3 separate regions of the Sus scrofa genome follow, and all the other regions are linked to region 2. A link is a contact called in public Hi-C and promoter capture Hi-C data. All regions are on one chromosome and are shown on one strand. The core of a region is the stretch at or near the end of the contact, and the rest is flanking DNA. Distances in the headings are between cores, read along the strand shown. Region 1 holds the start of USO1 (general vesicular transport factor p115). Region 2 holds the start of PARM1 (prostate androgen-regulated mucin-like protein 1). Region 3 overlaps G3BP2 (ras GTPase-activating protein-binding protein 2).

Region 1 (3,657 bases), core at 602-3,101, 580 kb after region 2:
CAGTATTTTTGGCAGCATGATCTCCCCCACTCTCCAAGTCACCCAGGCTTATAACCCTGGCCCTAGGAAAGGAAACTGCACGGCAGCCTTTGTGATATGGGTTATCTACAATCCCACTGTACTTACAGCTGCAAAAAGAACCTCTCCTCCTCAGCATAATATTCATATATCCTTTAATATTTTCTTCATGTATCCATCAATACCACCTTTATTGGACACTGCTAAGCCACAGAGACATAAAAATGAATAAAATAGCTGTGCCCTTAATAGTCCACTTCAACAAGCATTTACTGAGAGCTTCCCACTTATTAACACCTGCAAAGTGCTAGCATATACCTATGTATCTGGATTTCAGGGAAAGCTTTCAGAAGATGCCAGAATTAGGTCTTAAGGAACTAGCAAGAGTTTCCTTGAAGAAGTGGAGGGAGGGAAGGATATATCCAGGCAGGTATCAGAAGTACACGGGGGAGGCATAAGCTAGAAAAATAGGCAAGAGTCAGAACACAACAGGCCTGTATACCAACCTAAGGAGTTTGGATTTTATCATGGTGAGAATCGGCAACAATTGGAAGATATTAAGAAGAGGACCAACATGCATAGATGTTTTGTCATTGGTAGGCTCACCCAGGCATAGACTGGAGACTGAACTGGAAGGAAGCCATGCCCTGAATGCAGACAAACTAGTTAGGAAGCTATTGCCATGATCTTGGTGAAAAATGATGAGAACATAAACTATGTCAGAGGCAGAGAGGATGGAGAGCAGGGACCTATTTGAGAAATATTCTATAAATAGAGTGACAGGACTTGACTGCAGGACATGTGTGGGTGAAACCCAGAGTTTCAGATTCCTCTCAGCTTCCTCCTTCTAGCTTAGGCAATGCTTTGGAGAGCAGTACTAAGGAGTGGGGTCGGGCACATAGAAGATGCATATTGATTTTTTTTTCTTTCTTTAAGGGAGGCTGGGGAGACCTGCAGTTGGAGGGGTGTATGAATCAATCAGCTAACTGGACCCTGCGCTTTTTAGGTTCAAGACATTTACGAGACCACTCCATAAGCATGTGTACCTGGCACTCTCATTTCGAAAGAAACAAGGCATGACGATTTGAAAAATGACATTTTTATGTTAAAAAAAAAACACTGAAAATATAGGGTTTAGAGTTAATAAAACATCATACTACTAGCTGCCAGTCTGACACTGCAGATCAATGTATTTCCTATCTTTAGATAGGTTTTCGCTTCACACCACTTGAAAAGAGCGGTGTACCTGGTGCTTAGATCCAGGAATTCCTTTTAGCGGGTTTAAGAGCAAGAGCTGAAAAATGCGCCCTCCCGTGGTAGTGGAATGAGGGGGTTCTGGCACCCTTTCTACCACCAAACAAAGCCCTGTAAAGAAATGCAATTTATGGGGATGAGAAGGCCACAATGCTGGTACCGCTACACCGCAAAACCAGAATGAACCCTCCCAGGCGTCGGGACCCCTTACCTGTCACGTCGGCCGAAGGTAAATTTCACTTTCCACTCAACAAAATACGACTCCTGATTTGACAGCCTACAGTAAACCCCACTCGGTGACAATTAAAAACCCTGCAAGCCAAAACGCGTACACTATTCGGATCCTCTCCAGCCGGCAGGGCCGGGCTCCGACCACGTGGGTGGTTGAGGCCAGCAGAAGGCACCCGCGAAGGGCGGGAGTAGGAGGCGTGTCCCTGCGGAGGGAGGCGGGCCCTGCGCAGTGGGCGGGGCTTGACGACCCCGGGCTGCGGGCCTCCGCTCGCCTACTTTCTCCCTTTGCCTTCGCCCTTCGAGCCGCCACGTAATGCCACGTCCCCGCGCATGCGCATCTCGACTGGTGGCGGCGGCTGTTTCCGGGCTTAGGGGGCTGGAGCGGCCGCCGAGCAGGAGGCGGTGGTGGCGGCGGCCGCGGAGTGCAGAGTGCGGGCTCGGAGGCCAGGCCCAGCGGAGACCAGAGGAAGTTATCTTTTTTTTCCCGAAGGGGTAGGCAGAGCCGGTGGCTGAACGGCAAGATGAATTTCCTCCGCGGGGTTATGGGGGGTCAGAGTGCCGGACCCCAGCACACAGAAGCCGAGACGGTGAGAGGAGCGACGGGTCCGGGACTTGGGAAGGGTCCGGGCAGGAACCGGGACGGAGGACTTGGGGCCCGGGAGGTCACCTCCCGCGCCCCGCTGTGGGCGGGGAGTCCACACGCCGCCTCCCCCTTTGCCGGCGTGCCTCCCCTTCCTCTGCCGAAACCCCCGAGTTATATTCCCTCACGCCCCCAGCGCAGCCACCAGCGCAGCGGCTCGGCCCTGCTGACAGCAGCTGCGCCCGAAGCTCCGCAGGCCGCTTGGTGGTGGTCCGAGGGTGATAGCGCCCGGGAAGTGATTGATCCAGGGCAGAGGTGGCCTGACCTGTCTCCCGCGCCCTCGGGCCGCGGGCCTGCCCCTCCCGTTGCGCCAGTGTCTCCACTGGCAGTGAGGAACCTAAAGTCCAGCTCTGTTCTTCGCAGTCTGATATGGGCTTTGGGGAGGACTGCAAGAAGGTTTAAAACCCAGCTGTTGACCGGAGCAAGTGGCTAAGAATAATACGATAGTTTGGGACACAAAGCCACCTGCCCCTGTCCCTTCAGCTGGAGAGACCGGTCGTTCTGCCGGGTGTTATTAGTCCGGACCCTGTTTCAGGCTCACCCAAATGCTTAGGAAACACTAGCCCGGACGTTGTAGGGATCTTTCGCGCTCAGTCCGCTTTGGGAACACATTTCCTTTCCACTCACCCCATTCAGAAGTCTGAACTCGTGATGACATGATTTGCAGCGTCTCTTTTAACAAATTGTGCGCTCCTGCACACAGTAGTTGTTAAGTTGGTTCTATTTTAGGTTTAGGAAGTTTGGTTAATGTCTGTTAGAAAAGCGTGTATATGACATTTTTTTAAAGACGCTTTTACGTTGAGGGTAATTTTAGATCTCCCCAAAAGTGACAAAGTATGACATTTTTAAGGTAAACTTTGGGTAGTGTTCATAGACATGACCTGGTCGTCTGCAAACATGTCCTGTGTTGATGGGATCCTCAGGGGTAAAATAGTAGCATTCATTTGTCAAGCTTGTGCTGGGTATTGTGCTCTTTCAAGTTTACATTCTCCTTAAGCCCCTAACCTCCCTGCTAGATGGGTGATAGTATCCTCACTTTACAACCGAAGAAATGAGGGTTAGAGAGGTGTAGTAACTTGACCCAGGTCACACTGCTAAGAACCGAGCCAAGATTCAACCAGGGTTTGCCTTGCTGGTGCCATGTTTTAAAACTTATCTAGGAATTTTAGAAATTTATACTCTTAAAGTTAACCTCACGAAATCTGAATTAGAACTGTTTAAAGTGGGAGCTGAAAGCTGGTGAATCTGTTTTCCCTCATGTGAAAATCAGGGGCTTCCACATATACACACACACGAACTGATATTCAGCTTCTCTAGTCCACCCCCACATGGCTATAGCAAAGCAATTGAGTGGCCCTGTTAGAAGACTGTGCTGGAATTCTCTTGTGGCTCAGCAGGTTGAGGACTCAGTGCTGTCATTCAGCTGCTCCGGTCCTGCTGTTGGTACAGGTTCTGTCCCTGGCCCAATTGAAGGTGGGGCCAAAAAAGAAAGAAAAGGCTATGATCTCTCCAGG
Region 2 (3,424 bases), core at 158-2,657:
ATTTGGTTGTAATATTTCTACTCCTCATTTCACCGAGAATCAATACATGTACCAAGACAAAAGAAACACTATGAGCTCAGTTTAATCCAGCTGTGGAAGTGTGACAAGTGGTAATGGTGGGGTCAGTGAGAGGAACTGATATCATCACAGACAAAGCCGGGAGGCCCCAAAGAGTGAGAAAAGAAAACCCGAGGCTCTCTCTAGGAGGTAAGAAGTCACAGAAGAAGAAAACTCTTCTCCAGAGCTAGTGATGGTCCTGAACAAACCAGTTCTTTAGGGATGCCCCTTAATTCCTGCAGCATCCCATCTCCAGGGACTAGGGGACCACCGGGCTCCTAATACATACATTGGGAGCTGCTCTGGCATCTGGTCTGGCTGAGGTATAGAAATAAGCAGCTCTAAGGTGGTGGAAGCATTAAGAGAAGGGTCAGCTTTGATCTGTGTGAACACACAGAGACTTCGGACTTTGAAAAAGGAGCATAGTACAGAGATGACCCAGAGTTCGCGGGCATGTGTTTTATCTGTACCATTAGCTGGTTGTGTGACCTTGGGCAAGTACTTAAACCTCCAGACGCTTTCATTTTCTCCCCTGGAAATGAAGACATAAGAGTGCCCACATCAAAGGACTGTTCTGAGACCATGACTGGGTTGATACCTGTACAGCGCAGTCGTCCAGCACGCAGACATTCTCAGGAAATGTCAGCCTTTGGTATTATGCCCTGGTGCACAAACTCTTCAATTACGGGATTCAGTCTTTACTAGCCATGTGATCCTGAGCACATCACTTCTCTTCTCTGTGCATTAGTTTTCTCATCTACAAAATGGAATAAGAATTCTTATGTCCCAGGGTCGTTGGAAGGTATCACGATACAACATGAAATGGGGTGCCTGGCTCTGAATGGGCCCATGAACCACTGTTACCTGACATTAATACTGTTTCTTCTAGAAAGAAGCTGAATATGATAACAGACACCCTGACTTAGGCACCAGGAAATGCAGTGGGGTTGAACGTGTGCGAAGGTTTAATGTATACGCAGGAACATCCGGAGAAATGAAGGAAAAGGAAAAGGTTCTCATACTTGGAAAGAAATGTAATACGTTCTCTTAGGAAGTGGGGTCTTGGCTCTTGGAGGTGGCATAACCTGTTTAAAGGTTATCACCCACATAAGAAAAGGTGAGATAAATTCTTGAGGGCAGAAATCCGCTCCCATTACACTGCGTTCCCTTAGCTCCCAGCACAGGCCTAGCGGCCCCAAACATTCGCTGAACCCGCTCAAAACTCGGATCTCCCGCCCCGACTGTCCAGCAGAGGCCGCCCTGGGCCAGGACTCCCGGGACCTGAACGCCGCCGGGAGAGGAAAGGCCAGGGGTGGCCTTGTCATCGCCGCGGGGCCTGGGTGGGAGGGGTTTGGCGGCGGCAGTCGGGCGGCGGAGGCGGCCCCCGGCTCCCGCGGCTGGGATGGAGCAGAAGCGCGCCGGGCGCCGGAGGATACGCAGCTGACGGAGCCGCGCGGCGCTCGCCTCTCTTCCCCTCCCGCCGCCCGAGCCGCCCCGGCCGCCCGGCTCCCACAGTAGCCAACCGGGCAGAGGAGGAGCCGCCCGCGCCCGGTGCGCTCTGTCAGTCCTGGCAAACTCTCCTGCCGCCCGCGCCGGGTTTGGCACTAAGCACCACGGTACCATGGTCCGCAAGACGCTCTTCGCTCTCTTCATCGTCACAGCAGGTATTTTGGGGGCGCCGTCCTGCCAGGAAGGGCCGGGGCGACACGGGCCGCACGGCCAGCGCTGGGGCGGGGGCTCGAGCGGGGAGACCGGGAAGTAAGTCGCGCCGGTAGCCGGAGTGGCGCGAGCCTCCGGTGTTGCGCAGAGATATGTGCGCACTTGGATTTGGGGTGATGAGCATTTGGGGAGCTCCTGGGCCGAGCCGGACTGAGGGGGTGACTGGGTTCTTCCGGCCGCCGCTCGCTCTCACACGAACTCCGGGCTTTGGGAAACAGGTGGCTGCGCGACGCTTTTGAACCCGGGGTTGGCGACACTGACTGCGACTAGAGGCTTCTCGGGTCTCTGAGCACACCCGCCCAAAGTTGGGCACCAGACTTCTTGACGCGGTTGGACCCGAGAGGGATGAGAAGAAGAATCAGGGAGGGGTGGCATCTGGGAAAGCTAATGCTCGGGCCGTGCGCCCTGCGGGGCTGGTTTGCTTTTCCCCAGACTTGGTGGGCTCTGGTCTCTGGCCTCTGGCGTCCCTTCCTAGTTAACGCTTGGGGATGATGCGGCGCTAACAATCCCAAGGCAGCTGCTTGGATCCGGCGGCTTAAGCTCGCTATCACCGCCGGGGTGGCAATTTTACCCTGTGGCCCGGAGCTCCCCCGAATGCGTGCCCTGGCAGAAACTGCTAACTTGGCTCCTTGGGGATGGCTTCCCACGCGCACCGCGCGGGTCTCTGGACCACGGACGGCAGCGGCCTCTAGGCGGGAGCTGGGGAGAAAGGAGCGGGAGGACCGAGCTCGGCCTGGTGGGCGCCGAGGAGAGAGTCAGAAGAGCGCTTTGAGTCTGAGATTAGGGTGCCCAATTTTTGCAGAAAATGCAGGCCGACTGTGGATCAGGCACCGGTAGAAAAATCAGCCTGCGTGCGCGGTACACTGTTATGTTTAGATAAAAGAATATTTCAAGGCCACATCCACAAACCATTGATTCATGCTAGTAGTCCGTGTATCTGTATCTATATCTATATCTGTTTTTCCTCCTGAATTGCTTGGTTCCTGCAATTGTGGACACAAGAAGCTAGGGGTTTCCTGGCAGCTGACAAAGGTTAATGCAGTTTTGAGGAAAAGTTGCCCAACTTGAGGCTACAGGGAGTCTTTTTCCTCTACTTGCTGAACGTCTGAGAAAGCTCCCTTTTCCCTTTGGCGTCTGTACCATTTGGAGGCGCGTCCGCAGAAGGTTCAGGAGCAGGGCTCGGGCGGCTCTGGCCGCGCGGCGTCGGGCCAGACTGGGAGCGCGTGCATCCCTGCAAGTGTGACAGCCAGCCTTCTCCCGAGCCCCGCAATCGCCCGCCCCGCCGAGAGACATCTACGAAAGGGCAGGAAAGACGCCTTCCTTTCTCCTCGCTAGAAATCCTTTCATGAGGCTTCAGGCTCAGAAACCCTTCAGTGAGCCGGTACAGTCACTAGGTAGGCTTGTTTTATTTAGTGGCTTATCTTTTCCATTTTAATTTTTTTTTAAACGACTCTGGAAGTTGGCTGGGATTAACCCTATTAGGCTTCCTCCCCACCCCCACTCCCCACCAAGGAGCTCAAAAATTTTTTAATTTTATTTATTTATTTATTTATTTAGGCCAGTTTTAGAGTTTAGCTCTGCTCTTCCTGCGGCAGGAACCTTGCCCTTCCTGTTCACCGCCAGGGTGAGGAGACTGGTAGCTGCCCAC
Region 3 (3,774 bases), core at 3-2,502, 540 kb after region 2:
TTTTTTTCTTACGCAATGAATTTACTACATTTATAGTTATACAATGATCATCACAATCCAATGTTATAGGATTTCGATCCCACAACCCCAGCGCATTCCCCCACCCCACCCCCAATCATCATCTCTTTTAAAAAGACAAGTGAATTGGGCTTTTTTGTGCATGGCACCAAACCCAGAAGGCTTAGGAAAAATAATCGAAGAAAATTTAAGTCCTAAAATTAATGCATTTTGCTAAAAAAATTATGGATGAAATGATCTGATGTCTGGTATTCACTTCAATATAACAAATAACTTAGGAGAAGTGGGTAAGAACACAGATAAAATAAGGTGAGCTTCGAGTCGATAATTTCTTAAGCTTGGTGAAAAATATGTGGAGATTTAATATACCAATCGCTCTACTTTTATTTCTTTGACATTTTCCACAATATAAAGTTTTAAGAAGTAACAGACTTTTGTATGTTAGATAATACCTTGAAAACAAGATTGAAAAGCAAGCAATAAACTAGGGGGAAATGTGCAAAACGCTGCACTGTTAAGCTTTATATCCTTAAGAGAGGAGCTTTTACACATGAATTATAAAGACTAACAGCTAATAGAAAAAAATGTCAGGAATGGGTAATTCCCAAAAGAAATACAAAAAGCTAATAATCATATGAAAACATATTCAACTCCACTAATTACGGGAGACAGAATAATGGCCCCCCTCAAGGATGCCAGTGTCCTAATCCGAAGACTTATGAATATGTTACTTTACATGGTAAAAGGGGACTTTGCAGAAGTGATTAAGGATTTGGGGACCAGGAGATTGTCCTGGATTATCCAGGTGGGCACAAAGCAATCACAAAGGCCCTCAAGAGAGGGAAACAAGAGGGGCCACCTCAGAGACAGAAACGGTGAAGAAGATTCAAGGATGCTATGTTGCTGGCTTTGAAGATGGAGGGAGGGACCAGGAGCCCAGAAGGGCAAGTGGCCTCTAGAAAGTGGCACAGGCAAAGAAACCCCTTCTGCCCTAGAGCCTCCAGAAGGAAGCAGCCTGGCTGCCACCTTGACTTTGGACCAGGCACCTTAAATTCTGACCTACTGATTTCCAGTGGGCCCTCCCTTGGGGACCCCACCGCCACCGCTGCCACCACAATTATGCAACATTTCCTCTGGCTTTACTCGCCTAGATGACTGTGTCCCGGCTTCTCTCAAGGTGCCCTGCAACAGCTCCCCACTCACTCTCCCGGTGCATGCTCTTTGGTGGTGCTGTTTGCTCGATGGACTTCATCCCACAGGACAGTCTAGAGCAATCGAGACATTTGCAAACTCTCCCATCACTCAGGCCCGGGTATCCACACCCACTGGCGCCTCAGTCCCACCTGCCTCGCTCCCTGTGCTGCACTCCTCCCTAAGGCCTTGCCTCCCCTCTTGTGGACTCTGGGGATCACTCTGCAGGGCAGTGCTCCATCGTCACCAATTTTTCTCTCTGCACTGGATCATCCCCATCAGCATATAAACAGGCTGTAAAACAACAGCAAACTGTCCCTACCCCATTCCCCTCTAGCTACTGCCCCATTTCTCTGCTTCTTCGTAGAGTGAAATTCTTCAAAAGCGTTTTTTATACGTGCTGTCTCTAACCCCTCTTCCACTCCTTCTGAACCCGCTCCAATTTGGCTCCAGTCTCAGAACAGATCTGCACTGCGGTAATCAGTATTCCCAGAAGAAGAAACTTGTTCAGAACCATGCATCAGTCCATAGCTGACTAAAGGCTGGGCCCTTCCTACTCCCTGCTCAGTCTGGCTCTCCAATTGTCCTTTCTTATTTCTTCCTGCAAAATGGACCACCCAGCCAGCCTCCTAAACACTGGACTGGCTTGCATGTCTTATAAAGTATCTATAGGATTTGATTCTTTAAAAAAAATTTTTTTATTATAGTTGATTTACAATGTTGTGACAATTTCTGCTGTACAGCAGTGACCCAGTCATATATATACTTCCTTTTCCTCATATTATCTTCCATCATGTTCTATCGCCAAGAGACAGGGTATATTTCCCTGTGCTGTACAGTAGGACCTCATTGCTTATCCATTTTAAAGGTAATAGTTTGCATCTACTACTAAGATTTGATTCTAATTAGTTTATGAACCACAACATATTATATTGATTTTGAAACTAATATATTTCAGATTGTATCTGTGTCATGGCTTACACTTAGAAAATGTTTTCTCTTGTAGTTATTCCTTTAGGAAAGATTTCATGACTATTTCCCTAAGCAATACCATATCACTTATTCATAAGTTTGCTCATTATTTTCATTTTAAGTAATACATGTTTAACACAAAAATGTGGAAAATGGGAAGCAAAAATACATCAGCCATAATTACACCACTGAATACAAAAACTGTTAGCACTTTTATTTCCTTCCAGGTTTAAACATGTATTTTTCTCTATTTATAATCATAGCAAATATGGAAAAGTAATCCTGTATTATCCATTAAAATACGCAAAGAAATCAACATAAATAAAAACAGAAGAACTTAAGTACCACTGAACGAGGTCAGGGATCAAACCTGAAACCTCATGGTTCCTACCCAGATTTGTTAACCATTGAGCCAAGAGGGGAACTCCCCTAAAACTCTATATTCTTGGATATAGCCCTTTCTAGCTCTGCTCAGAGTACTCTGCCCTGACACCCTCTTCAAAGAAAGACTCACTACTCTTTGGATCTCTAGGTTCCAAAGAGATGAGGTCATTTTGTCAACCTAAGAGGTATCAAGGGTATTTAGTCTTCTGTGTTCTACTTCCCCAAAAGGTTAAGTTCTGCTGCATTCTTTTGCAGGTATGGAATTTTTTCTCCAGCTTTAGACATAATTGACCAATTCTGACCTTTCGGGGTTAAGGCCACTTGGCCTCCACCCCTGGGTTTTTTTTCTTTCTCTTTTTGGTGTTTACTTTCTCTAAATTTTCATTCGCTTCTTCCCTCTTGTAGTAAATGCTCAGTCTTGTTAATCATGTATTTAGTTTCCTTGCCCATCTTTGCCCTATCACAAAACCAGGCACAAAATAAAACTCTCAGCAAATAGAATAGTGCTGGTACAATAAGCATTTCTTAAGCTAATGAAATTATTTCTCGGGAGTTCCCGTCATGGTGCAGTGGTTAACGAATCTGACTAGGAACCATGAGGCTGCAGGTTCAATCCCTGGCCTTGTTCAGTGGGTTAAGGATCTGGCGTTGCCGTGAGCTGTGGTGTAGGTCACAGATGGGGCTCGGATCCCGTGTTGCTATGGCTCTGGCATAGGCTGGCAGCTACAGCTCTGATTGGACCCCTAGCCTGGGAACCTCCCATATGCCACGGGAGCAGCCCAAGAAACGGCAAAAAAAAAAAAAAGACAAAAAAAAAAAAGAAAGAAAGAAATTATTTCTCTTTACTATCAAAAAAAAAAAAAAAAAAAAAGAGAAAAGGGTGCTGAAAATATACTATTAGAGTTTATTAATACCACCCTTAAAAATAGGAAGATTAGGAGTTCCCGTTGTGGCTCAGTGGTTAACGAATCTGACTAGGAACCATGAGGTTGCAGGTTCGATCCCTGGCCTTGCTCAGTGGGTTAAGGATCTGGCACTGCTGTGAGCTGTGGTGTAGGTCACAGACATGACTCGGATCCAGTGTTGCTATGTCCCTGTCGTAGGCCGGCGGCTACAGCTCTCATTGGACCCCTAGCCTGGGAACCTCCATATGCCATAGGTGCGGCCTGAGAAAAGACAAAAAAAAAAAAAGTAAGATTAAATGATTGG

The links. Promoter capture Hi-C pulls out the DNA fragments that hold promoters and counts their contacts. Hi-C and Micro-C count contacts between places; a contact is called where the count stands out from the background.
Region 1: a Hi-C map of embryonic fibroblasts shows a contact between it and region 2, with 2.3 times the contacts expected there. The contact joins the promoter of USO1 here to the promoter of PARM1 in region 2. A contact is called at or near these places in 1 of 5 promoter capture datasets (fetal skeletal muscle), 4 of 47 Hi-C or Micro-C datasets (embryonic fibroblasts, heart right ventricle and skeletal muscle) and 1 of 2 datasets of contacts at active chromatin or transcription factors (skeletal muscle).
Region 3: a promoter capture Hi-C map of liver shows a contact between it and region 2, with 3 times the contacts expected there. The contact joins the enhancer-like site here to the promoter of PARM1 in region 2. A contact is called at or near these places in 1 of 5 promoter capture datasets (liver), 7 of 47 Hi-C or Micro-C datasets (alveolar macrophages, embryonic fibroblasts, fetal heart ventricle and 4 more) and 1 of 2 datasets of contacts at active chromatin or transcription factors (skeletal muscle).

Annotation. Positions count from the first base shown.
Region 1 is chr8:71,361,776-71,365,432 of Sscrofa11.1, forward strand. It overlaps USO1 (general vesicular transport factor p115), which reads left to right and starts at 1,852. Exons shown (of 27, transcript XM_005666762.3): 1 at 1,852-2,090. The coding sequence starts at 2,025. G3BP2 (ras GTPase-activating protein-binding protein 2) reads right to left here and starts at 1,699. Exons shown (of 13, transcript XM_005666759.3): 1 at 1,484-1,699.
Region 2 is chr8:70,786,727-70,790,150 of Sscrofa11.1, forward strand. It overlaps PARM1 (prostate androgen-regulated mucin-like protein 1), which reads left to right and starts at 1,408. Exons shown (of 5, transcript NM_001243716.1): 1 at 1,408-1,721. The coding sequence starts at 1,679.
Region 3 is chr8:71,331,654-71,335,427 of Sscrofa11.1, forward strand. The region is part of intron 2 of G3BP2 (ras GTPase-activating protein-binding protein 2); the gene reads right to left. Among named protein-coding and RNA genes, the nearest start is that of G3BP2, 30 kb to the right of the region's middle. Within about 2 kb of position 1,253, at least 17 of the 83 cell types and tissues checked have an H3K27ac peak or open chromatin away from gene starts, as enhancers often do. A contact at or near this core is called in fetal liver, liver, omental adipose tissue and 1 more, where this site is marked.